2 separate regions of the Mus musculus genome follow, and region 1 is linked to region 2. A link is a contact called in public Hi-C data. All regions are on one chromosome and are shown on one strand. The core of a region is the stretch at or near the end of the contact, and the rest is flanking DNA. Distances in the headings are between cores, read along the strand shown.

Region 1 (6,300 bases), core at 2,320-4,819, 1.1 Mb before region 2:
AGGTTTAGTCCTTTATAGCCATGGCCAGAAACAACATGGTGGCGTGCAAGGAGATAAAGAGCTGGAAGTTTTACATCTTGATTCACACAGGGAGCAGAAGGAGACTGCGTGCCACACTGGGCATGGCCTGAGCATATAAGATCTCAAAGCCTGTCTCCACAGTGACACACTTCCTCCAACAAGGTCACACCTATTCCAAGAAGGCCATACCTCCTAATAATGTCACTCCCTATAGCCAAACATTCAAACACATTAGTGTATGGGGGTCATTCCTATTAAAACCATCACATCCCAGAATCCATTGCAGCCTTCTGATGAAGGCCAAATCCTCTCTGGGGTGCTCTCAAGGCTGAGTACAACTAGGTTCGACTCTCCTTGGTGCTGTTACTACAGAGCTCCTGCTAAACTCATCCAGTCCTCCAAAGGTTCACTGGAACCTGTTGCTTATCCTATATATGCTGTCTTTCTCTTTCCTCTTCTAACTCCATTTTCAGCTTTCAGATACACAGCTCATTCACAAACTCTGGTTTTTACTTCTTCCCTTTATTTTACCCCACACCTTTTATACATTAAACTCCATTGATTCTGAAACCTAAGACATAATCGTTCAGTTATATCTCTCTTTTTAACTCTTCAAAACACACTGTTTTAATTGTGTTTCTGTAACATATGTGAAATAATTTTGAATAATAGAATCAGTTTGCAAGAGTTTAATAGTGTCATGAACAGATGGATTCTATCTTTGACACAGGGTAGAATTTAAAATGGTATAAAATATTAAAAGTAAAAATATACTCATAAATGAATGAAAAAAATTGGAGGGTACTCAGATATATTTTAAAAAGCTGTGTGTTTTTTACAATGAAGTAATAGAAATTATTTTTTAAAATATACTACATCTCATAGGAGGATTCTGCTTAGACTGTTTTGGTCCCACACCTACTTTAGCAGTTGGCTTTCACATAGATCATGTGCCCAACTCCATAGTAATAGAATGAGACAGTGGGATATCCATGTGGAGCTCTACTAAAATCCTGTTCAGAGTTAAAGATCACGATGGTGACAGAACTCATGTGAAACTATATTACTACAAGCTGAGAAAATGTCCATATTAGCAAGAGACAAGACACTCATTGGTGATACTATTTATAAATTATTAAAATGTTCTTATTTTATTTTTAAAGCTTCAGACATAAAATGGGCTGCCAATCAACACTTTTGAATAAAATTGTATAAATTACGAGAGAGAGAGATCCCAGGTCTATGACTAAATATATTTTCTGAAAAAATACTACATATTCTTAGTAAATATTCTTTTGACATGACTCAGATTTCAAGACCATCTAGGACAGTGGTTCTCAACTTTTCTAATGCTGTACCCCTTTAATACAGATCTTCATGTAGTGGTGACCCCCCAATCATAAAATTATTTTCATTTCTACGTCGTAACTTAATTCTGCTACTATTATGAATCAAAATGTGAACACTGTGTTTTCTGATGGTCTTAAGCAACCCCCATGTAAAGGTCCTTTAACCCTCACAAAGGGTTGGCAATCAATAAATTGAAATTGCCAATGTAGGGCAAAGGAAAGAATGGTGAAGAAAGGGAAAAGAATCTTTCATTTATACATTTATTGTTGTGGTTGTTTGAAGAGATATGACCCCCATAGACTCATTCATCTGTTTCAATGAATGGCCCACAGGGAGTAGAAAGCACTATTAGGAGATGTGGTCTTGTTGAAATAGGTATAGCCTTGTTGGAGGAAGTGTGGTCACTGTGGTTGTGGTCTTTGAGGTCTCCTATGCTCAAGTTACACCCACTGTGGCACAGTTTCCTTCTCTTGTGTGTGGAACAAGATGTAGAACTCTCAGCTCCTGCTCCAGGATTATGTCATGCTTCCTGCCATGACAATAGTGGACTTAACCTCTGAAAGTGTAACCCAGCTTAATTAAATGTTTTCCTTTATAAGAGTTGCTATGGTCATAGTGTTTCACCACAGCAATAAAAGTCAAACTAAGATACTATCTATATGACTATCTATCATTCACATAATTTTTATCTACTTTTCTATTGTATATTGAAATAGCCATGGTAACCAAACTCTATGGATACATAAAACTTCGAATTGAATGAGTTGAGCATTTAAGAACTCTACTGACATTTCTTAATCCAACAAAAGACTAATTGAGATATTTAATGGTTAAATTACTTGAATAAACAGTGTGAACTAGGAACGAGTAGAGCCTATGGGAAGATATTGTGTGGTAGTGGACCAGATGGCAGTGACCTGTTAGAGCAGAGTAATGACCTATAAATCTCACTTTGGGTGTCAGCAGGAGAGGGGACAGCTCCTGGAGAAAAGGATAGGGCAATAGCCCCTGAGATGACCACATGTTGTATTCCAGGATTCCATGTCAGAAACTCATAAGCTTGGTTACTTCAAGAGAATACTTTCACATGGGTTATCAGTGAACAAAAACTTGACAATCTGTTGAGAAAAGGGATTCTGTTTTGCTGCAGAGTCAAGAAGACTGATAAATCAGATAGTGAACACTGGGTCTTGCAGAACACTAAGTCTCTCAAGTCCTCTGATTTTTCAAAGGTCAAAGACTTGGTGGTTGCTTTGTCTCTGTTGCTTTGGATTTCTCTGAAGTCCCCACCAGACTCAGATCCCAGACTCTCCTCTTCTTGCTCATACACAGGCTTTCCATTCATATTCCATCTCAATGAACAGGTTCCCCACTCTACCTCGAAACTCCCTTGCTACTATAATGACTTTCATCTTAGCTCTCCAGACTTGAAATTCTAAGTCATCCAAAAGACTGAACCCTTTCTGTCTCCAAGTATCTTCCTAATGAAAATACTATTTCCTCCATATCTTACTAAAATCAATGACTAGTCATTAAAAGTTCTCTGAGTAATAACATATCAGAAAATGATATGGTCCTAGGTTCCTAGCCTCCAAAGTAGCTTGCATTCTAGTGAAGATAAGCAGAGATACGTGTGAGTCAAGACAGAAAATTCAGACGGAAGACCAGATAACTCCCTCTAGATAGCTAAAGGAAACTGTCATGAAGGCCATGACATTGACTTGAGACAATAAATGACAGGTGAGGTTTTAATACCCAGGAGAATGGGGAATGAACTCCCATGTGCAAAAGCTGCATGCATATGAAACCACACATACAACAGCAGGCTGTTGACACAGAAACATGCCTTATACTAGCAGCTCACTCAGAGTTACCTTGTTTTAGATTAGTGGTCACTGCTGGTTGCATGTACATCTAATCGCAATTTTTCTCTCCAGTTGCTACACAGAGCAGTAAGCTGACGCCCTCCTGCATTAGCTAGAGTAGAGACAGAGCCCTGGCAGGTGTTCCGTGAGTCTGATCTGTGAAGGGCTATTGAGAACCTGCAGAAGAAAGCAGGAATGATTTCATCGGACAAGCATGTGACTGCACTAAGCAATCTGTTTTTGTAGGATGAGGTCCCAGACTAAGAAGGGATGGGCCACTATGTGGTACAAACCCACGGGGAACAGGCTTGCAGCTGCCCCATGTCTCTAGTAATCCACTGACGTAGATAGAGCGAACTCCACTCTCCAGCTTACTCATAAACTGTGGCCGTGAAACCCAGGCTCTGTGGGTAAAGGCACCACAATTTCGTTGGGACTACTGCCAGCTACATGGTAACTGGGTCAGGCAAGTCCCAGCCTTTGCTAAAACATTTAAAATGAATAGAGCCGATTACGTTCCCCACCCCTACCCCCACCCCAGTTTTCCTTCAATAGAATCGTGGATTCACTTTCAGAATTTCTAAGCTGTGTACATTTTGAAAGTGGATTTGGAGAAACTTACGGTTTTGAGTAAATAATTGGGAAGTCCGTTGCCTGAAGTTCTTTATTTTGGTTGCAAATTAATCCAGTGGTCAGAGAAATAAATCTTTACTGCTTTACACCATGTTTTCCCAACAGTTGATGTTCATGCTAAAAACATTCTTTGTAATAAAATTGTGCTAAGTGGTTGTACAAACAAATGGGCCAATGGAGCTGTATCAGGCTCCTATAGTTTTAAAGCCTTCCCTTCGTTGCAAATGCCACGACACCCATTCTGAGATCAGGTCCAGCTCCTGTTCTGAGATCCTGTGATCTGCGACCCCCCCCCCCAACACCCTCCATGTTGTTTGTGTTGCTAGGGAGTAGGGATACTGTATTCTTTGTTGTCTACTCTGACCAGACTGGTATTTGCTTTGTTGCCGCCAAAGAATTATGTTTCTGTCAGCCCGGTTTCCTTGGCTTTGGCAAATCCTGGTTATATTTCCCAATTACAAAGCCATGACTCATCTTGTAGCATCTCCTGATTTAAAATTAGCCCGACAGATTGGATTTGTTAAACTGAAAATGGCAGGGAAGGATGGGCCATCCTTCATGATGACAATCCCTGTTATTGGTGGAGCCTCAAGAAACTTGTAAAAAAATGCAGAGATTGTACAAGAAGAGTTTTAACTCATTAGGAACTTTGACTGTTTAGTCTGAGCAGGATAAATAATCATATTTTGTAAAATCCCGAGGCCTGGTTATCCCGTTTATGAAAACAGTTTTGAACTAAGCCATAATAGCAAACTAGTCATTAATATGAGACTTGAATTAAAAAGGTGCAATTTAATTTTCATATGGCATATTCAACACAAATGAGAGGATCCCCTAGCCGTGGCCAGGACCCAGACAAATGCAATTTCTGTCCTTTGATCTTTGTGGCCAAAAAGAAATGAAGAGAGACGAGATAATTTCACCTCAGCTTTTCATTGTTCTAAAAAAATAATTAAAAAGACAACACTTGTTGTTTGTTCTCATATTTATAATCAGATGGCTCTCCCATTTCAAGAAGACAGATGCAATTCCCCTTGCACTTGCAAGGGAAAAGCAATCAAATTTTTGCGAAACTGAGAGCGCTGACAAAGTCCTTCCTTCTGGTCTGCAAATGATTGCTTCATTTTTTTTTCCCCACTCAAAACAGACTTACCCTCTGGCATATCGTCTTACTCTTTATCTCATGAAGGCTACCATCTGAAATATCACACATGCATGTCACTTTCTTCACCAGGTTTGAAGAATGTTTCTTTCAAGAATTCCTGTGTGGTGTAGCAATCAGATAGGGCAATAATTGTTATCAATACCGTTGTACTGGAGCAAAAGTGAGGATACTCATTAGACGATGAGAAGATATGACTATAATCCACCTGGGATGTTTTTGGTAAAAGAGATTCTTCCTTGATTAGATCCTGACTCTACTCTCTTAGGGGAGGTCCTTAGTGTTTATTTTGTTTGGCCTCTGGATCTGTTGTCTGAGTGAGTCTTCATTTTTATACGTCATGTTTGGGTACTCCATTGCTTTCTGAGACACTGCCCCACTATTTCTGCACTTAAACCAGTTGGTTCTTTCCTAAGCTTAATGCTTTCACATAGCACTTTGCCAAGTGTGGAAACTGTCAACACCTTCATGCCTCACACTGAGTCTTAGAACCAGAATTTCATTAAATCCATAGTCTTTTTCTCCTCTCTGAGTGGTTGTTTTATCAGTGACTCCTTCCTTACCTCCAACCTTGGCATTGTCAGGAACCTCTCTCAAACAGTTTTTCACATGTGAACAAATGATACTTGTGTGTCTTTTGGGGAATGACACCAAATTTTGCTACCACATTTTATACCATAGGCTGGTTATGGTGCCATGACAAATTAACTCTATAATCTTAGCTTAACACACCAAATACTTGTTCATTATAATTTCTATTAGTTATTAATCATTAAATATTGTATATACCATGTTATCCAAGACCTCATTGACTTAGTTTCTCCAGGATCATGTGGAAATAATGAATTAGGCACTTGGTATATTTCAGAAATTGATTAATTTTAACATATAGTAAAGTTGCTAAGTAACTCATTCTAAAACATGTAGCCAAAATTGAACAAAATTTTTTCCTAAATTCAAAGCTCATGTCTTCTATATTTTCATTCATTGTTCTAAGGTGTTAAATTTGTGGTCTTCTCTTGAGAGCATTGTACTTTAAAGCAATACTTACAGAGTGTTGCATGCATACAAATCACCTAAAAATCTTTTATTTAATTTAGTTTAAAATTATTTTAAATTTATTTACTTTTCAAGTGTTATACTCTTACCCTGTTTCCCCCTCCTGGAAACCTCCTTCCCATTCCCCTTCTCCCTGCTTCTATGAAGGTATTCCTCCACCCACCTACCCACTCTTACCTCCCTGCCTTCCCACATTCCCCTACACTGGGG
Region 2 (6,962 bases), core at 155-2,654:
CATATTGGATTTCATTTGGTAAAGCCCTGGACCACCACTGACAGTCTTTTGGTCTTTGTTTCCATGTTTAGCAGGTCAGTGGCCCATCATTAATATGCTTTTTTTTCATCAGTCACTATATCACAACTACTTGCTCCCCACTCCTGCTCAATTCTATCTGACACTCTTGCTGAGCATGTTCTTCCTAGGATCTTATGCCAGGGTCTCCCTTTGGAGACCACCAGGCTCCTTGTTCTCCTGCCTTTCCACAAGTCCTTACACATTGTGGAGACCTGCTTGTACTATCTCCTAGTTAAAACTCTATCATCAGGCCCCTCTCTCCTGTAGAACAAGAAATGCTACATATATATCTTCCCACTAACTCCCTCAAGCATACATCCCCTGGAGCCTCTATACTTTGACTAAGAATTCCTCACTGTTTTGTTAAATGCCCCATTTTCTCACACTGCATACTTTAATGTCCATCTTTGGCAAGTTCAGCTCCAATTGCACTCTTCCTCTAAAAAACCTTTGCAGATAAGCTCCAGCCTTGTTTCTCTAATTTTATCCATAACAACAGAGCCTTGAACCCCCACTTACCTCGTTTCTCTGTGTCTGCTTGTACTACTGCCTCCCTCTTGTAGCAGACAGCACCATTTCCTAGTGCTCTCTGTATCCCTAATACAACTCTCAATAGAAATGGGATGGTTGGGGTAGCTACTTTGTTTATTTTCCTAACAACAAGCTTTGGAAGATGCCTAAAAATATCAAGAGTAAGGAAGCTTAGAGAGAGAGAGAGAGAGAGAGAGAGAGGAAATGTACATGGTAATGGATTAGATGAGTGTCTATAGGTTGGGAAGGAGGAGGGAAAGGTGATGGACTCTGCTTTGAACACAGAAAATGTGCCCTTGGCATCCACTGCAATCAGGATGTGATTTTAAAGCTGCAAGAGCTCTTGATTAGAATGGAATAAAAAATGAAATTGTCCTTCCTTTGCAGATCCCAGGCCTAACACACCCACCCATCTCTTGAAAACTTCCTCCGAGATGACGCTGACTTTCTTTAGACCTGTCTCTTATCCAAATAATTCCTAGGACAATAATTCACATTGGTCACATCTTCAGCTCCTTTATCTCTCTGCATGTGTGTGAGCTAGGAGAGAAGGAAACAGAAAGTGATTTGCAACCTGGCACAGGAAGGAGAGGACTGTCAAGGAGACCAGATATTGTTTTTGTTATTACTGCCTCGCTTTTAAGCGGGATCTGTTTATTGTTATTGTCCTGCCCTCTTCACTGATGCTCCATCCATTTCCTCATTGCAAGTGTGAAAGGAAACCTGGCAAAAGTCACCCTCCCTAGAGCTCCGAATCAGTCATGGAATCATCCCGAGGTTCAGCAAGACATCTGTTAGGCATTTGGAGCTCCTGTCCGCCCTGCCTTCAGGGATGTCAAAGCAAGCAGGCTCCTTTCTCCTGGAAGGCTGTAAAACACACAGAGATAAGAAACTGGAGCAAAGTGCTAGTGACGCCCTGCTTAAAAGAGCAAGTGCTAGACCCTGGAGGATGCAAGTCTCAGAAGGGGAAACTGGCAGACAGGCAGCTTACATAGACAGACCTTACACTTACACTGAACTCAGACAAAAGACAGCCAACGAGTAAATAACATGTCAGCTGCGGAAACTAGTTACGTGATACAACTGACTACTTCTCTACACAGGAAACTGGTAGATGCTCCTGTGAAGAGTTTTGGATTGTGTGTGTGAGTTTTTAAAAAGCCATGCTACACTGAAGAGCCTTCTTGGACACACTGACTATTTCTAGTGATAGGTGTCGAGTAGGGATTCCAACAGATTGGCAGAAATGTTTTGTTTTCTCCCTACAATTCAAAAGTTTACCAAGGAGAAAAATCGACACCAGAGAGGAAGGAGAAATGAAAAGAAAGAAGAGACAGAAGCTACTAAATAAAGGTTGTGGTATGAAATATCTATAGACACAAGTTTCAAAGAGAAACAAGAAAACTGGGCCAAAGAAAGAGAAAATTTTAAATAATAAGTTTTAACTGACTCCATGATAAAAGAAATCCTTGAAGCAAAGCCACAACTGTTGCATCAAAATGGTTGCAACTCCCAGTTCTCACTGGGAAGTTCAAAAGCAAAGTAAATGAGCAAACCTTGACTGGGAACAAGATTTGAATCATCAGAACAAAATGCAAAGCTGTGGGGTCTGAGAAAAGACGGCATAAGTAGAGGACAGGAGAGAGAGAGAGAGAGGGAGAGAGAGAGAGAGAGAGAGAGAGAGAGAGAGAGAGAGAGAGAGAGAGAACAGGAGGGGGAGCAAAGGAAAGCCAGACCAAGAGTTGGATGCCTGCTTCATAAAGTATTAATAACTTGCAAAGGGTTATTTGTCATTGCTGACTTTAAAAATTTATTACTCTATATTAACAAGAGACCAGAATGTCCAAAGTCATTGGCTTGGAGTGTTTTTAAAATGTGTCTTCATGTAGGGGACAGTGACCCAAGTTGACAGGCAGTCTCGTTGTGAAATGGGAGAGCAGGGACTCTAAATCTGCCTGTTCCCACACTGGCTGTTGTGATAATGGCCAGAGAGCACCTCTGGGGCTCAGGGAGACTTTGAAGTCCAGGAAAGTTTTGGATAGCAAAGTAGGAGTGGCTGTGGACGAGAGGATGAGAATTTATTGTGGGGACCTTTGGGGAGGTTTGTATAGAAGCCTTAAATTAACTTTTAATGCATAGGAAATTCTGAGCTGTCACCCACTGTCTTAACTTGATTGCTTTCGTGTTTGCTGAGTGCTTTTCATATCACCACAGACCAACTTCTGATTTGCAATTTTATTAAAACAACACGGGGGGAATTGAATGCCTCCAGCTTTAGTATAAGGGGTCAGGAGGCAGGAACATGGGTACCATTAGATCACTACTCCATATATGGCTAAGGGAAAGATGCATGGGGAGTCTCGGGAATGTTATAGATCTCCTAGAATGTGTGCCCTTAAGGAGGGGATGTTTTCAGAGTTGCCACCTTCCCATCGGCCCTCTTCTCTTCCACTCTGAGGCTACTATAAACTTATGGTCCTATGATTTCTACCTGTATTTACACTATGCTACCAGCTACATTCCATATGCCCCATCCACTGGCCTTCCCTTCCACTGAACTGAACCTCTCTCCACTTGGCATCATTCTAGTTCTTCAGAACCCTGGATCTTTCCTGACCCCTCTCCCAGATGCTATCAGGTGCCTCCTACCTGGATCCCCGTCATCCCCTCCAAGGTCCTTCTCTTAGCTCAGTCATCTTCTCAAATCATCTGCTCTCTCTTCCAGCAGAGTACCAATTTCTTGAAGTTGACTTTCCAGCTTCACAACACCTGGCACTCATAATCCTTGTTGAATTAACAAATCCATTCACACCGGACACACAAATTACTACATTTGACACAGGGACACAATCATAAGAATAAGAAGAAAGAAGGCTCTAGCCGTCTGGAAGCATCTCTTGCAGCATCTGACAATCATTAAACTAATAATTACACAGATATGATGACAAATGTCACTGCCCCTCTGAATAAGGCAGGCTTGAGTTGAACTTTGGAAATTTTTCTAGAATGTCTAGAAATTAGTGATGCATACTGAGAGGAGGAAACATGCACAGTAGTCCTGAGACAGGAGTAGGGTGTGTGTAAAAAACAACTAAATCCCAAGACTGGAGTAAAGTGGCAGAAGATAGTATATGAGTCTAGGGAGATGGGAGGAGAAATATATGCTTTCATATCCCTCCTCATTACCTTCTAATCCCCACAGTTAAAATTCCTTCTTGTATATTTTTAAGAAATCCGACAATGCACAAAATTTCCACATTATTTTCAACAGGAGCATAGTGGGCTACATCATGAGAATTTATTCATTCATTCATTCATTCATTCATTCATTCATGGCAGGCTGAATGTTACTTTTATTGGCTTGGTTTTAGTTTTGCTACCACACAAAGTACAATAATGGTTTTCCTGAACCACAATGTTATGGTCTTGCAAAGATGTCAGCAATTAACTAGAGAACAGCAAATTCACTTGGGTAGAAACAGCATTAGACATGCATGAGGAATAAGCTGATGTGCATTTTTAAATGATTTATTTATTTTATGTGTCTAAGTATCTGGTCTGCATGTATGTAAATGCACCACATGTACATGCCTGGTGTCTGCAAAAGTCAAAAGAGAACATCAGATCCTTGGTACTGGAGTCATGAGCTATGTAGCACCTATGTAGGTGCTGTGATTTGAACCTGTACCATCTATGAAAGCATCAAATCCCATTAAGCACTGAGCTATGCTTTTATCCCTTAGTTAATGTGATGCTTTTTGGAGGGACAAATTAGTAACATTTAAGGTTTAAGAATAAGGAGAGATTCAATTCAATCCCCATCAAAATTCCAACTCAATTCTTCAACGAATTAGAAAGGACAATCGGCAAATTCATCTGGAATAACAAAAAACCTAGGATAGCAAAAACTCTTCTCAAGGATAAAAGAACCTCTGGTGGAATCACCATGCTTGACCTAAATTGTACCAGAGCAATTGTGATAAAAACTGCATGGTACTGCATGCGACAGACAAGTAGACCAATGGAACAGAATTGAAGACCTAGAAATGAACCCACACACCTATGGTCACTTGATCTTTGACGAGGGAGCAAAAACCATCCACTGGAAAAAAAGACAGCATTTTCAACAAATGGTACTGGCACAACTGGTGGTTAGCATGTAGAAGAATGCAAATTGATCCATTCCTATCTCCTTGTACTAAGGTCAAATCTAAGTGGATTAAGGAACTCCACATAAAACCAGAGACACTGAAACTTATAGAGGAGAAAGTGTGGAAAAGACTCGAAGATACGGGTACAGGAGAAAAGTTCCTGAATAGAACAACAATGGCTTGGGCAGTAAGATCGAGAATCGATAAATGGGACCTCATAAAGTTGCAAAGCTTCTGCAAGGCAAAAAACACCGTCAACAAGACAAAAAGACCACCAACAGATTGGAAAAGGACCTTTACCAATCCTAAATCAGATAGGGGACTAATATCCAATATATATAAAGAACTCAAGAAGGTGGGCTCCAGAAAATCAAATAACCCTATTAAAAATGGGGCTCAGAGCTGAACAAAGAATTCTCACCTGAGGAATACCGAATGGCAGAGAAGCACCTGAAAAAATGTTCAACATCCTTAATTATCAGGGAAATGCAAATCAAGACAACCCTGAGATTCCACCTCACACCAGTCAGAATGGCTAAGATCAAAAACTCAGGTGACAGCAGATGCTGGTGAGGATGTGGGGAAAGAGGAACACTCCTCCATTGTTGGTGGGATTGCAAGCTTGTACAACCACTCTGGAAATCAGTCTGGCGGTTCCTTAGAAAATTGGATATAGTAATACCAGAGGATCCCGCAATACCTCTCCTGGGCATATATACAGAAGATGTCCCAACCGGTAAGAAGGACACATGCTCCACTATGTTCATAGCAGCCTTATTTATAATAGCCAGAAGCTGGAAAGAACCCAGATGCCCCTCAACAGAGGAATGGATACAGAAAATGTGGTACATTTACACAATGGCGTACTACTCAGCTATTAAAACGAATGAATTTATGAAATTCCTAGGCAAATGGATGGACCTGGAGGGCATCATCCTGAGTGAGGTAACCCAATCACAAAGGAACTCACACAATATGTGCTCACTTATAAGTGGATATTAGCCCAGAAACTTAGGATACCCAAGATATAAGATACAATTTGCTAAATGCATGAAACTCAAGAAGAACGAAGACCAAAGTGTGGACACTTTGCCCCTTAGAATTGGGAAGGAAACACCCATGGAAGGAGTTACAGAGACAAAGTTTGGAGCTGTGATGAAAGGATGGACCATCTAGAGACTGCCATATCTGGGGATCCATCCCATAATCAGCTTCCAAACGCTGACACCATTGCACACACTAGCAAGATTTTGCTGAAAGGACCCAGATAGAGATGTCTCTTGTGAGACTATGCCGGAACCTAGCAAACACAGAAGTGGATGCTCACAGTCAGCTATTGGATGGATCACAAGGCCCCCAATGGAGGAGCTAGAGAAAGTACCCAAGGAGCTAAAGGGATCTGCAACCCTATAGGTGGAACAACATTATGAGTTAACCAGTACCCCTGAGCTCTCGACTCTAGCTGCATATGTATCAAAAGATGGCCTAGTCGGCCATCACTGGAAAGAGAGGCCCATTGGACTTGCAAACTTTATATGCCCCAATACAGGGGAATGCCAGGGCCAAAAAGTGGGAGTGGGTGGGTAGGGGAGTGGGGGGGAAGGGTATGGGGGACTTTTGGGATAGCATTGGAAATGTAAATGAGGAAAATACCTAATAAAAATATAAAAAATAAAAAAAAAGAATAAAGTGAATCTATACTACACATGGGTGTTTATTTGTTACTTATTGAATCATATTTCCTGGCTCAACTGGAGAGGTCCTGGGCATCTGTGGCCCTGCATATCATCCTCAGCCAGGACAGAGGAGCATTTGCTCATTGTCTAAGATTCAAGATTGGTCAACACTGGAGATATCTGATTTCTGGCTTGTCACTTACTACTTGTGTGCTAGAGAATCTTTAGCCACCACATCTACCAGAAAGAAGAGATAAAATTATCTACCATACATAACTGTCATACTGAGATGATATAAGCAAATTTGTAATGCCTCCTGACATGGGAAGGTTGCCATAAATATTAGCTGTTAGCTGTGGTAAACATAAATAGAAAGCCAGTGTGGACCTGGGGAAATGGCTCAATGGCAACTTAGTTACTTTTTTTGTTGCTGTAATAAAATATCCTATTTTTTAAAAAATAAACTTTAGGAAGGAAGGCTGTATTTTGGGTCATAGTTTGATGGTACCATCCATCTTGATGGATAAGTTATGGCAGCAGGAAC

What was found. A called contact is a pair of places that touch in the nucleus more often than the background predicts.
Region 1: a contact with region 2 is called in a Hi-C map of uterus, with 5 times the contacts expected there. The contact joins two enhancer-like sites.

What each region holds. Positions count from the first base shown.
Region 1 is chr12:10,511,725-10,518,024 of GRCm38.p6, reverse strand. Gm38407 (predicted gene, 38407) reads right to left here. Exons shown (of 12, transcript NR_110487.1): 10 at 5,023-5,131; 11 at 3,246-3,413. Among named protein-coding and RNA genes, the nearest start is that of Gm38407, 68 kb to the right of the region's middle. Within about 2 kb of position 3,569, at least 49 of the 459 cell types and tissues checked have an H3K27ac peak or open chromatin away from gene starts, as enhancers often do. A contact at or near this core is called in uterus, where this site is marked.
Region 2 is chr12:9,433,378-9,440,339 of GRCm38.p6, reverse strand. No RefSeq gene overlaps it. Among named protein-coding and RNA genes, the nearest start is that of Gm46323, 65 kb to the right of the region's middle. Within about 2 kb of position 1,404, at least 20 of the 459 cell types and tissues checked have an H3K27ac peak or open chromatin away from gene starts, as enhancers often do. A contact at or near this core is called in uterus, where this site is marked.